2 separate regions of the Oryctolagus cuniculus genome follow, and region 1 is linked to region 2. The links are chromatin contacts, called in public Micro-C maps. All regions are on one chromosome and are shown on one strand. The core of a region is the stretch at or near the end of the contact, and the rest is flanking DNA. Distances in the headings are between cores, read along the strand shown. Region 1 has its middle 10 kb from the start of FOS. Region 2 overlaps TMED10 (transmembrane p24 trafficking protein 10).

Region 1 (5,715 bases), core at 758-3,257, 130 kb before region 2:
GTGTCTATTTTTGTGCCCAGCCCTGTGTCGGGCATTATGGGGGTCTACGCACACCACACAGGCATGCCCCCACCCTCAAAGCAACAGCAGCAGTGCAGACAGCAGGCAAGTGCACGCTGCGTGTGACCAGCCGCGTTTCAAAACACGAACAGGATGGGGGCATCAGAAACGCTCTCAAAGCAGCAATTGAGCCACTACCTGTGGCACTGCCAGCACTCGGTATGGGTGCCACTTACAGCCCAGCTCCCTGCTAATGCACCTGGGAAAGCAGCAGAGGATGGCCCAAGTGCTGGGACCCTGCACCCACGTGGGAGACGCGGATGGAGTTCCAAGTTCCTGGCTTCAGCCTGGCCTAGCCCTGTTTATGAATGGCCATTTGGGGAGTGAACCAGTGGATGGAAACTCGCTCTCACTCTCTCTCTCGCCCTCCCTCCTTCTCTGCAACTCTGCCTTTCAAATAAATCCTTTAAAAAAAAGAAAAAGAAAAAGAAAAGCTGCCAGGAAGGAGGTGGAACATGAAATAGGGTGTGAACGAAGGGGCAGGGTTTGGGGGTGGGTAGCAGTCCCAGCAAGAAAAACGACAGCAATGTTTTCTGCATCAGCCTCTACCAGCTCCTCGGGAACACACTGGAGAGGAACAGGGCTGGGATGGTTCGTGTGTTTTGTTTTGGGGGTGTCTGTTTTGTTTTTCTGCTGCTGCTGCTTTCTCTGCTTGCAAATCCCCCAACTTCCATTAGCGTGAAAAAGGACCAAGTCTTCCGGAGCGGGAGAAGGGCGCAGTGCCTCGCACGCCCGCCAGGTGGCAGAGCTGCGGCGCGGGAGCTCAGGCCCCAGCTCCCGCCGGCCCCGGGGCGGGCGCGCGTCCACTGCTTGGGGCCACCTGCGCAGCCAACCTGGAAGTCAGGGGAGAAGCGAGTGTCAGAGGAAGGGAGGGAGAAGAGAGCAGCATGAAACAGACCGGTCCTCTCAGCCGGGGACCCCTGCGAACCAGGAAAAGCCGGTGCAGCGGCAGGAAAGGCTCCGAGCGAGCTGGAGCCACTCGCGGTCCCCGCCGGGAAGCGCTCCGTGCCAAGTGACCAACGACCGGCTCTGGCTCCCCGGGCGGAGCCGGTCCCTCCGGCCTGCGCTGGGAGGGACGCTAGCGGCCTCGGCGAGCACACACCCTTTGGCCACGCACCCGGGCCCTGGCGGGGGCTGTGCGCGCCAGGTGCATCGTTTCCTAGGGAGCTCAGGTGTCCAGAGGGCCAGCCGGGCCGTATGGCCCGCAGGAGGCGCAGGGACACTGCTCGAAGCCCGGGACCCTGACTCTAACGGTGCTAACTTAAATGCGTGAACCGGCTGCTCCCAGCAGGTCGCTCAGAGAGGTTACGTGGGTAGCGGTCTCCGATGCGCCTGCCAACACTGGAATTCTAGAAAAGGCGCGCCCGGTCGGCCGGAGGGCGGGCCCCCGGCTCCGGGGAGACTGCCGCACCCTCGCCAGCCGCCTCCCAGCGCCCGCCGCGCGATTCTCCACCAGCGCGCTGTGCCCTCCGCCCCTAACAGGGGCTGCGGGGGTCCGGGCTGCGTAGGCGACACGCGCAGGTCACCTGCCAGGAGTGCATCCGGCCACCGGCCAGCGAAGGGCAGGCGCCTAACCAGAGACCCCGCATCCTGGGCCTGCAGGGTCCTCCCGGCACGGCCCCGCACCCTGGGGAGGGGTCGTCCGCAGGGGACGCCGCAGCCCGGGACGCGGCCCGCAACCGCAAGGTCATTCACCCCGCGGGGAGCCGGCCGGACCCCAGAAGCCCCGATTTCCAAGGTCTCGAATGCAGAGCTCGGCGACACGGCCGAGCGCCAGCTCCCCGCACCTTTCCCGGGGTCCCCTGAGCCCCCCGCCCCGCCCCGGCCCGTCTCCGCGCGGGTCCCGGGGAAGGGGGCGCGGCGCCGCGCGGCGGGACTCCCGCTCCCGGCCTCCTCCCGCCCCGCGCCTCCGCCGCCGCGCCGAATATGGGCAGAGCGGAAGCGGCCGCCGACGTCACGGCGCCGGTGGGGGCAGCGCCGCGGGGCCGCTGACGGGCGGCGCTGACGGCGCCTACGTGTCGCCCTGGAAACCAAACAGTAAACAGAGGGCCCGCGAGCTCCCGGCAGCGCCTGCGCGCGCGACCTGGCCTGGCGCGGAGGGCCGGAAGCTGGGAAGGGCCGGGAGAGGCCTCGGTCGGACCGACGCGGACTGGGGTGCGGCGAGGGTGCGGAGGGGGCGCTGGCGGCGCACCCCGGAACGCGCCAGCCCGCGAGGGTGTTGGTGTCGCGTGGTGCGCGTGGCTGGTACCCCAGCCCTGCCACTCGGCGGGGTGAGCACCACGGGTCTCCCGTGTGCGTGCGCCCCCCGGAGCAGACGCACAAAAGCGGGCGCTGTCTTAGTAGCTGTGAGGGTTTTGAATGAAAGCCCGCGGGCCTCGAGCGTGCGCGGCGGTGGAAGCGCCTGCGGAAGCGTGCAGCCGCGCTGTTCTCGTGTTCTTGGTTAAGGGACGATGTAAAAGGAATTTTCCACTTCGAGGATAATGGGCAAATGTTCTAAAACTTCTGTGTGTTCACTCAGGCGTGCTTTTACAGAAAAAAAAAAACTCACGAAATAGTACATTGTGCTTCTTCGGTTTTAAAGTTTTAAAGCACAAAAATCTTCCCAGACAACTGGAGACACTCAAAATCAGTTCGTCTTCACAGCCGCTGTGTTATTTCTGTTTTTTTTTTAATCTGTTTTAAAAGAATGCGCTATGCATCCAGAATAATCCCAGTTTATTCTGAACCATTAAGCTTCCCGGTAAGGTGGAGGCTTGCAGCAGCGTCTGGATGTCAGGCGCCGGCTGTCACAGTCGCTGGGAGTTCAGGTCCGTGTGGAGTACAGTGTTTATTAAAGGATGTGTAACTTTTAAATGAAGCTGCACATACATGGGATTCGAACTCGGCAGGAATCCCGAGACTGCTGAAAGCTGAAAACAGCCACTTTTTCTGGAGGGAGTATTTTGTCAGACAACATGTAGAGCCCGTGGTGGTGATCGTAAAAAAGCAAACCAACTTGATTGATGTCGTGTGCCTTTTAAATTCTCAGCGGGTAGTGCTGTCTGCCTCCTAGGACTGTTCTGTGGGCTCAGTGAGAGCATCCTCCAAGCGTGTGATACAGGAGCCAAGCACGCGCCTGTGAGGTGCACGGCACACAGGGTCTGCAGCAAGCACGCGGGACACTTTAGCTGTTACCCACCTTAGACCCTGGGCCTGCAGGTGCCCACCCAGCCACCTGCCTCCCGACCAGCTGCAGGATCTGAGATCACAGAACTTCTCCTGTGCAACCTCAGATGTCCCCTTCTCCCCCAGAGATTCCGCAGACGTCACTAACCCGGCTCCTCCGACATGCAATGGATCTGTTGTTACCCTGGAAGCCTGCTCTTCCTATAGTCATGAGGTGGCTGGGGGAGCCTCTGGCCTTCCTGGTACACCTGGGAGTGCACTGGATTCCTCGCTCTGCCTCCCCTCCCACATCCACTCAATCACGGAGGCCGACAGTCCTACCCCCTAATTACCGCTTGTTCTCCCTGCATTCCCAGCACCACTGCCTTGGGTCAGCCTACACACAACCCAGCTAAGTAAACACTGGGCCCCTCAGGATCTGCCCACAGTTTGCCTCTTCTTGACCCACCTCAGCCCCTCCCCTTGATGCCACAACATTGATGTAACTGAAATCCAAGGTACTTACGGATGTTTTGTCCTGTGCCCTCTCCACTCTCTCCTCCTGCTCTGAACCCCACCCCCACATAGAGCTGCTGCAGGCTCTGTGCCTTGGGGTGCTGTGGGCTCTGCCTGCACTCTCTCCTCCCTGTGGTTTGCAAAGTCCCTGTACTTTCATAGCTGAGCTCAGTGGCCATCTCCCCAAAGACTCCCTCTTCCATTCAACTCTTTAAAAAAAAAAAAAAAGATGTATTTTATTTATTTGAAAGAGTTACAGAGAGAAGTAGAGTCAGAGAGGTCTTCCATCCGCTGGTTCACTCCCCAACTGACCGCAGGGGCCTGAGCCAGGAGCCAGGAGCCAGGAGCTTCCTCCGGGTCTCCCACGTGGGTGCAGGGGACCAAGGACTTGGGCCATCTTCTACTGCTTTCTCAGGCCACAGCAGAGAGCTGGATCGGAAGAGGAGCAGCCAGGACTTGAACTGGCGCCCATGTGGGATGCGGGCGGGCACTTCAGGCCCGGGCGTTAACTGGCTACACCACAGCGCCAGCCCCTTCCACTCAACTCTTGCACCTGGGGCTGGCTTCCCTTGTTACGGCGTATGTGACATAGGTGTTCCTGTGTCTAAACCATGAGCTCTGTGAGGACAGGACTGTCTGGCTCACATCAGAAACCAACAGCTGACACCTAGTGGACCCCAGACCTTTAATTCAATGAAACGCAGCCCCTGTTTGCGCCCCAGGTCCTCATCTCCCTGCATGATAAACATAACTATTCCTAACCCGTCCATCCTACTTCTGTGTGCCCAGGGCCTGTGATAAGCACTCTGTGCCTGTGAACTTATCTGATGCTCACAACAATTCCAAGAGGTGACTGTAGTTACCATCTCCACCCTACAGATGGGAAAACTAAAGCGCAGAGAGGGTAAGAGTTTGCCCAAGGTCATGAGCTGACTTCAAAGCTGAGTCTACACTGTGGACCACTGTGCTGTACTGAATCCCATTCCTCAAATCCCTATTTTTTTTTTTTTAATGTATTTATGTATTGGAGAGGCAGAGTTAGAGAGAGAGGGAGAGAGAGGTGGAGGGAAAGGTCTTCCATCCGCTGGTTTACTTCCCAAATGGCCGCCATGGCTGCGCCAATCCAAAGCCAGGAGCCAGGAGCTTCTTCTGGGTCTCCCACGCAGGTGAGGGGTCCAAGGACTTAGGCCATCTTCTACTGCTTTCCCAGGCCATAGCAGAGAGCTGGATTGGAAGAGGGACAACCCGGACTCGAACCGGCGCCCATATGGGATACCAGTGCTGCAGGCAGCGGCTTTACCCGCTACACCACAGCGCCGGCTCCCACTCAAATCCCTATTAATGGAATCATCTTGTTTGGATGAGTTGAACTATGGCGATAGTCACTCAATGAACTAAACGCCTGAAAGTAGATTATCGTTTCCTGGGATCTGACTGCTAACTGTTCCCCAAGCAAGCGCGGGAACCCGGATGAAGGTGGGCCCCTTCATAGGGGTCGACCTCTAGGCAGATGACAACACGGGTTGTCAGACTTCCTGGCCACCTGACTGAAGCAAACCCAAGCACCATGCGCTGGAAGCAAAGAGGCTTCTCAGCTTGGAAGAGCTGACGGCCGCCAGGCCAGGCAGGCTCCTCGGGACGACAGCCAGAGTCCACTCTGTTCTGTGGCCTCTTGAGCAACTGGGCAGTGCTTCTCGGGCGAAGGAAAGGCGGCTTAGTTTAGTCCATAACTGGGTGTGGGGAACCATTGAAATGCATGATGTTGCCATGGAACCTGCTTATGTTCTGCTGATTTCTCTTGTGTGCAAGGAAATGGAAATCTGTCCTAGAGCCCCACCTTCAGAGACCTACAGCTCATTCGTCAGGAGTCCCACCTGCTTCCCCTCGGGTTTGGGCATCCTCCTGACAAATGAAGACTGTGCTCACGACACTGAAGTTCATAGTGATAGTGACAGCAGTCAACCATTATTCTTCTATTCTACTGCAGACTAAATT
Region 2 (6,072 bases), core at 1,798-4,297:
CAGGGCTGGGCCAGGACAAAGTCACAGTTGGGAACTCAATCCAGGTCTCCCTCATGGGTGGCAGAGACTCAAGTACTTGGGCCATCACCTACTGCCTTTCTGCATTCTCTGGGAGCTGTAATGGGAAGTGTAGTCAAACCCAGGCCCTCCAACATGGGATGCGGGCATCCCACACAGCGCCAGCAGCTCCGGGAGCTCCATTTTAGCAGATAATAGTAGGACATCTTGTTTAATGTAATGAAGCCACTTCTTTTGGATTTCACGTTGCAAAGTAGCTTCCTCTCTTAGGTGATGAAATGTGCCTTTTGCCATGTGCTTTATAAAAGAAGCCTGGGATCTAAACTGTTGTATTAGCAAGTCTTTCCCTTGCTTCATACGTGGCCCTTCACTTAACAGCATATGCTTATCCGCATTCTCTAGGGAGCAGTTAAATATGGAAAATTAAAGATAAGAACCTACAAGAAAGGAGTAATCATTTGTGGAAGGCAGTGCTGCCCTTTCTAGGAGAAACTTCTTGTTTATCCCCCAGGTCCTGCTCCCGCCCTTTGTAGCCAGTGACACAACTAACATGCAGTTTGCAGGACCAGCTTGCCCGGATTTTCCTCTGTGTGCGTGCCTCCTTGTCCTTCTGTTCTCAGATCACGTACCTGAATTCCATTCTCCATCCCCACCCCTGTGTCAGCAGGATTCATTGTAAAAGAAATGTGTTTTGGGGGACCGGCACTGTGGCGTAGTGGGTGAAGCTGCGGCCTGCAATTGCTGGCATCCCATATGGGCACCGGTTCGAGCCTCAGCTGCTCCACTTCTGATCCAGCTCTCTGCTGTGGCCTGGGAAAGCAGTAGAAGATGGCCCAAGTCCTTGGGCCCCTGCACCCACGTGGGAGACTCGGAGGAAGCTCCTGGCTTCGGATCTGTGTAGCTCCGGCAGTTGCGGTCAACTGGGGAGTGAACAAGCAGAGGGAAGACCTCTCCCCGCACCCCTTTCTCTCTGCCTCTGCCTCTCTGTAACTCTGCCTTTCAAATACATAAATAAACCTTTTTTTTTTTAAAGAAATGTGTTTTTAGAGTTTTCCTTCTTGTAGATTCTTCTGGTAATTGTCCACCTTCACTTTTGTGATATGTATAGGTTATGTCTATATAAAGTAACTTTTTGCCAATAAACCCTATTTATGTAATTTGGAACACTGGCTGGGTCCACGTTTTGGTGTGGTAGGACATCCCCTGGTGAGAACAGATGTTAGCCTGTGGTATGGTTGGGTTTAAAGATTTACTTGAAAGGCAGAGTGACACACAGAGAAAGATCATCCATGCACTCATTCACTCCCCAAATGCCTGCAACAACCAGGGCTGGGCTAGGCTGAAGCCACCAACCAGAAATTCCATTTGGTCTCCCACATGGGTGGCAGGAATCCAAGTACTTGGGCCATCATTTGCTGCCTTCCCAGGCGTGTTAGCAGGAAACTGGGTCAGAAGCAGAGGAGCCGGGACTCCAGCCAACACTCAGATATGGGCTGCAGGCATCTCCAGCGCCGGCCCTCCCCAGTTCTCTGAGAGCCCTGCCTGAGAGTTACCTGCTGCCTGTTCTTTTCCATTTTAGATCACAGACTCTGCTGGCCACATCCTGTACTCCAAGGAGGATGCATCCAAGGGGAAATTTGCCTTTACCACGGAAGACTATGACATGTTTGAAGTGTGTTTTGAGAGCAAGGGTAAGTAATCAGCGTGTTTGCCTGGACTAGGCATGGCCTCCAACTCGAATCACCCCCTGCTGTGGCCAACACTTGATTCCTAGTTGCCCTTGCGGTGTTTATTGTCAGGTGGAAACCTGATACCTTGTGTTTCGTTTTTTTTTTTTTTTTTTTAATTTTTTTTTTATTTATTTTTTTATTTTTTGACAGGCAGTGGATAGTGAGAGAGAGAGACAGAGAGAAAGGTCTTCCTTTGCCGTTGGTTCACCCTCCAACGGCTGCCGCGGCCGGTGCGCTGCAGCTGGCGCAGCACACTGATCTGATGGCAGGAGCCAGGTGCTTCTCCTGGTCTGCCATGGGGTGCAGGGCCCAAGTACTAGAGCCATCCTCCACTGCACTCCCGGGCCACAGCAAAGAGCTGGCCTGGAAGAGGGGCAACCAGGACAGAATCTGGCGCCCTGACCAGGACTAGAACCCCGTGTGCCAGCGCCGCAAGGCGGAGGATTAGCCTGGTGAGCCGCGGCGCCGGCCACCTTGTAGTTTTAAGAGATTTTCTAGGTGGAGTAAATATTGGTGGATATGTTGTTACTGTACCTGTGTCCTGACGTTTCAGCTGGAGTCTCTGGCAGGAGGGAACCTGACTGTGAACTCTGGGCTTAGTGAGATAGTGACCGGGCGCTGCAGGTTCACTGTTTGTAACAGATGCATCATTCTAGGGAGAGAGGGCAGTGGGGAGACAGAGTGCACGAGTGGGGAGGGACGTGCGGACCTCTGCATCTTCCTTGGAGTTTTCCTCCGACAAATTAAATCTTTTTTAAAAAGAAAAAAATTATTTACCAGGCAAATTCAGAGAGCAGAACTCCTAAAGGGTCTTTTTTCCACAAAGGAGACCCTTTAGGACCATGTCAGCTAGAGGGATAGGCTTACGGTTCTTCTGTGGTTTCAGTCGGGTGTGAATGATGCTAGCAGTGTGACGTGACAAGCAGGGAGATAGTGGAAGACTCTGCTGGGAAGTGATTTATCTTGATCAGTTGGGCCAAGTGGGACATGAGCTACTTGAGTTTCACAACTTTTTAAATGAGGAAGGAGGGACCTGCGCTGTGGTGTAGTAGGTTAATCCTCCACCTGCAGCGCCAGCATCCCAGTGGGCGCTGGTTCAAGTCCCGGCTGCTCCTCTTCCAATCCAGCTCTCTGCTGTGGCCTGGGAAAGCAGGTGCTTGGGTTCTACACTCGCGTGGGAGACCCAGAAGAAGCTCCTGGCTCCTGGCTTTGGATCGTCGCAGCTCTGGCTGTTGCGGCCATTTGGGGAGTGAACCAGCAGAAGGAACACCTTGCTCTCTGTCTAAAGGTTTAGTGGGAATAGCTCCATAAGGTTTTCTTCTCCTGTTGAAATGGACCTTATGCTTTTGTAGTAAAGTGGAATATTCGATAGAAGCTCTGCTCCTTTCAATACTCAGGCTTGCATTAAGGAAATGCAAGCTTGGCATATGCTCCTAATTGAGCCTGACCTCCCTCAGAATCTGACAGAGCAATCTTGTCAGATGTAGAAATGGGCATTTTTGCCTAAGCTGGTCCCCCCAGCCTGTGGTTCTCCGTCTCCGCACCTCGTGGTCTTACGCTGGCCTGGCTTGTGACTTTTCTTTCCACCCCAGATGCCTGTGTGTCCTCTCCTCTCTCCTCTCCGACTGCCCTGGAGCACCGGTGGCAAGTCCCTGTGTTCTGCCAGCAGCACGTTCTCGCGGCTTCCCGGCCCCACACACAGATCCAGGCTTTGTCTGGAATGTTTGTGATCTTAGCCAGAGCCAGGAATTTTCTGCCGCTGAGTAGGGGGAGGGGTTGCGGCTGTTTTCCCTCTATTGAGAGGGTGGGGGTTAGGGAGAAGGAGGGTGGGCGGGTGATTTCCCGGAATTTAAAATATTCCGCACAATGAATCCTTTGATTTCTTTCTCAGGAACAGGGCGGATACCTGACCAACTCGTGATCCTAGACATGAAGCACGGAGTGGAGGCAAAAAATTACGAAGAGGTATGTGCAGCTGGCCCCGGTGCGGGGGCGGGGCGGCAGCGCCGCGGGGTGCCTGTGACCCAGCCCGGCCACGGGCTGCCCAGAACGCAGCGGTTTCTCGGCAGGCACGTGACAGCCAGCCTGAGCAGTCCTGGCTGGTCTGTCGGCCGGAGGATTGAGCCAACTGTCCCGTAGAAATATTAGTGTGATAAAACACTCACGCACACGCGCCAGCTCTCGAGGCAGACGCCGGATCTGTAGCATTAGACTTTGTAAAAGCTGGAGCTCACTTGTGTGGCAACATCCGAGGCCAAGAAAAGGGATTGTTTTGTCATTCCTAAGACATTCTCCAGGAAGGACAGATACGTATAAGAGGGCGGGGCGGGGGGGGGGGGGCAGGTCAGAGCATTTTTATCTTGAACAACTGTGCTGTCTGTAAGAAATAATAGTCAAAGGCCGGCGCCGCGGCTCACTAGGCTAATCCTCCGCCTAGCGGCGCCGGCACACCGGGTTCTAGTCCCGGTCGGGGCGCCGGATTCTGTCCTGGTTGCCCCTCTTCCAGGCCAGCCCTCTGCTGTGGCCAGGGAGTGCAGTGGAGGATGGCCCAGGTGCTTGGGCCCTGCACCCCATGGGAGACCAGGAAAAGCACCTGGCTCCTGGCTCCTGCCATCGGATCAGCACGGTGCGCCGGCCGCAGCGCGCCGGCCGCGGCGGCCATTGGAGGGTGAACCAACGGCAAAGGAAGACCTTTCTCTCTGTCTCTCTCTCTCACTGTCCACTCTGCCTGTCAAAAAAAAAAAAAAAAAAAAAAAGAAATAATAGTCAAAAACAGCTTTCAGTTAAATTTCAGAGGGCAAGGAGGAGGAAGAAGCTTCAGGAGACCAGGGGTAGTGAGAGTGAGTGACGCCACAGCACGCGCCTGGCGCCCACAGCAGGGGGGTCTGTAGAGTAAGGAGAGCTGGCATTTCGGTCCTGGCGGCTGGAGGGGGGTGTGGTTCAAATGAGGAGCCGCCTTTGTCATAGCTGTTGGAGGGACCCTGGGGGCAGCACAGAATGTTGGTTCTTCAAATGAAGAGCACGTTTGAAAAACCACAGCACTGTTTAAGCCCAGAGAATTGATCTTTACACAAGATAAGAATATTTTTTACCCAGCAGAACGGTACCTGAGGGCAGGGAGAAGTGGGTGCAGGAAATGTATGACTTTTGAAGAATATCAGTGAAATAAATGAAAGTTGCATCGGTGATCTGGGAGAATTTTCCAGGAATAGTGAAACAGGAGCAGTCGCTCTGGTCAGGGCTTCGGAAGGGAAGGATCTTGAAATGGAAGAAGGCTGGAAGTGACCGGTTCATTCCCAACGGGAAAGAGTCCAACAATGGCAGTTCTTTGGGTCTTTTCTTTTTCTCCCTTGTTCAAGTGTTCAATTGAGTGAAACTGGATAGAGTTATTTGGAAGCAGTAAGTATGAGCAAGTGAGACAGTAATGATCAAAAGAGAGTTCCGGGTAGGAACTGTGTGAATTGCTTGTTTCTGTCTTTAGGGTCGTTTAATTACAAGAAATAAAGCAAGAGAGCCTCTTTATTTGATCAACTGAAGAGTAAATTGAAAATTTTTTAACATTTTCATTTGTTTATTTTTCACTTCGAGAGAGATAGCTCTCTCATTTGCTGGTTCACTCTCTAAATGCCTGCAATAACACAGGACTGGACCAGGCCAAGACCAGGAGCCCAGAACTCAGTCTAAGTCTCCCATGTGGGTGGCAGTGGTGGGACCCAGTTACCTGAGCCATCACCTGCTGCCTCTGACCATGCGCTTTAGCAGGAAGCTGGAATTGGGAGCAGAGCGAGACTTGAACCCAGGCCCTCCGACAGGGGATGCAGGAGTCCCAGACAGCATCATAACCACCATGCTACTAGCCTGCGCCTAAGCAATCTTTTGAAACTTTTCTGATTCAGAAGAATGAAATTGTATTGATATAGTATAATGTATGTGAAGGCTATTCTAACGTATAGAACAGTAAGAGGAGGGTCGTTACAGTCAGAGGTGGAAGAATGAGTAGCAGGGTTTCTAGTTTGTGTTTCCTGCTGCCATTCCCCGCCACAGTCCAATCTCTAAATTCCTGCTCTACGGAATTCTACCTGTTGGAACCTTTTCTCTAACGCAATGGCTAGCACTAAGGGGTTTATGTTGAATAACAGGACACCTGCTGCCTTACGAGCCATCAGGCCGAGCTTGCTACCTTTGAAAATGTGCCATTCCAGGGGTTTACACAAAGAACCACCTGGACACCACTGTGCTGTGACGTTTTGGAGCTGCTGCGCTTCCTGGAATTGCCACCATTCTTGGACTGCGTCGGCCTTGGGAAAGGGGCTTTATCTTCTTG

Evidence for each region. Hi-C and Micro-C count contacts between places; a contact is called where the count stands out from the background.
Region 1: a Micro-C map of ear pinna shows a contact between it and region 2, with 5 times the contacts expected there. The contact joins two enhancer-like sites. A contact is called at or near these places in 6 of 6 Hi-C or Micro-C datasets (ear pinna, embryonic fibroblasts, liver and 3 more).

Annotation. Positions count from the first base shown.
Region 1 is chr20:21,325,178-21,330,892 of mOryCun1.1, reverse strand. No RefSeq gene overlaps it. Among named protein-coding and RNA genes, the nearest start is that of FOS, 10 kb to the right of the region's middle. Within about 2 kb of position 2,007, at least 8 of the 8 cell types and tissues checked have an H3K27ac peak or open chromatin away from gene starts, as enhancers often do. A contact at or near this core is called in ear pinna, where this site is marked.
Region 2 is chr20:21,199,381-21,205,452 of mOryCun1.1, reverse strand. It overlaps TMED10 (transmembrane p24 trafficking protein 10), which reads left to right. Exons shown (of 6, transcript NM_001082408.1): 3 at 1,598-1,709; 4 at 3,640-3,713. Among named protein-coding and RNA genes, the nearest start is that of NEK9, 22 kb to the right of the region's middle. Within about 2 kb of position 3,047, at least 5 of the 8 cell types and tissues checked have an H3K27ac peak or open chromatin away from gene starts, as enhancers often do. A contact at or near this core is called in ear pinna, where this site is marked.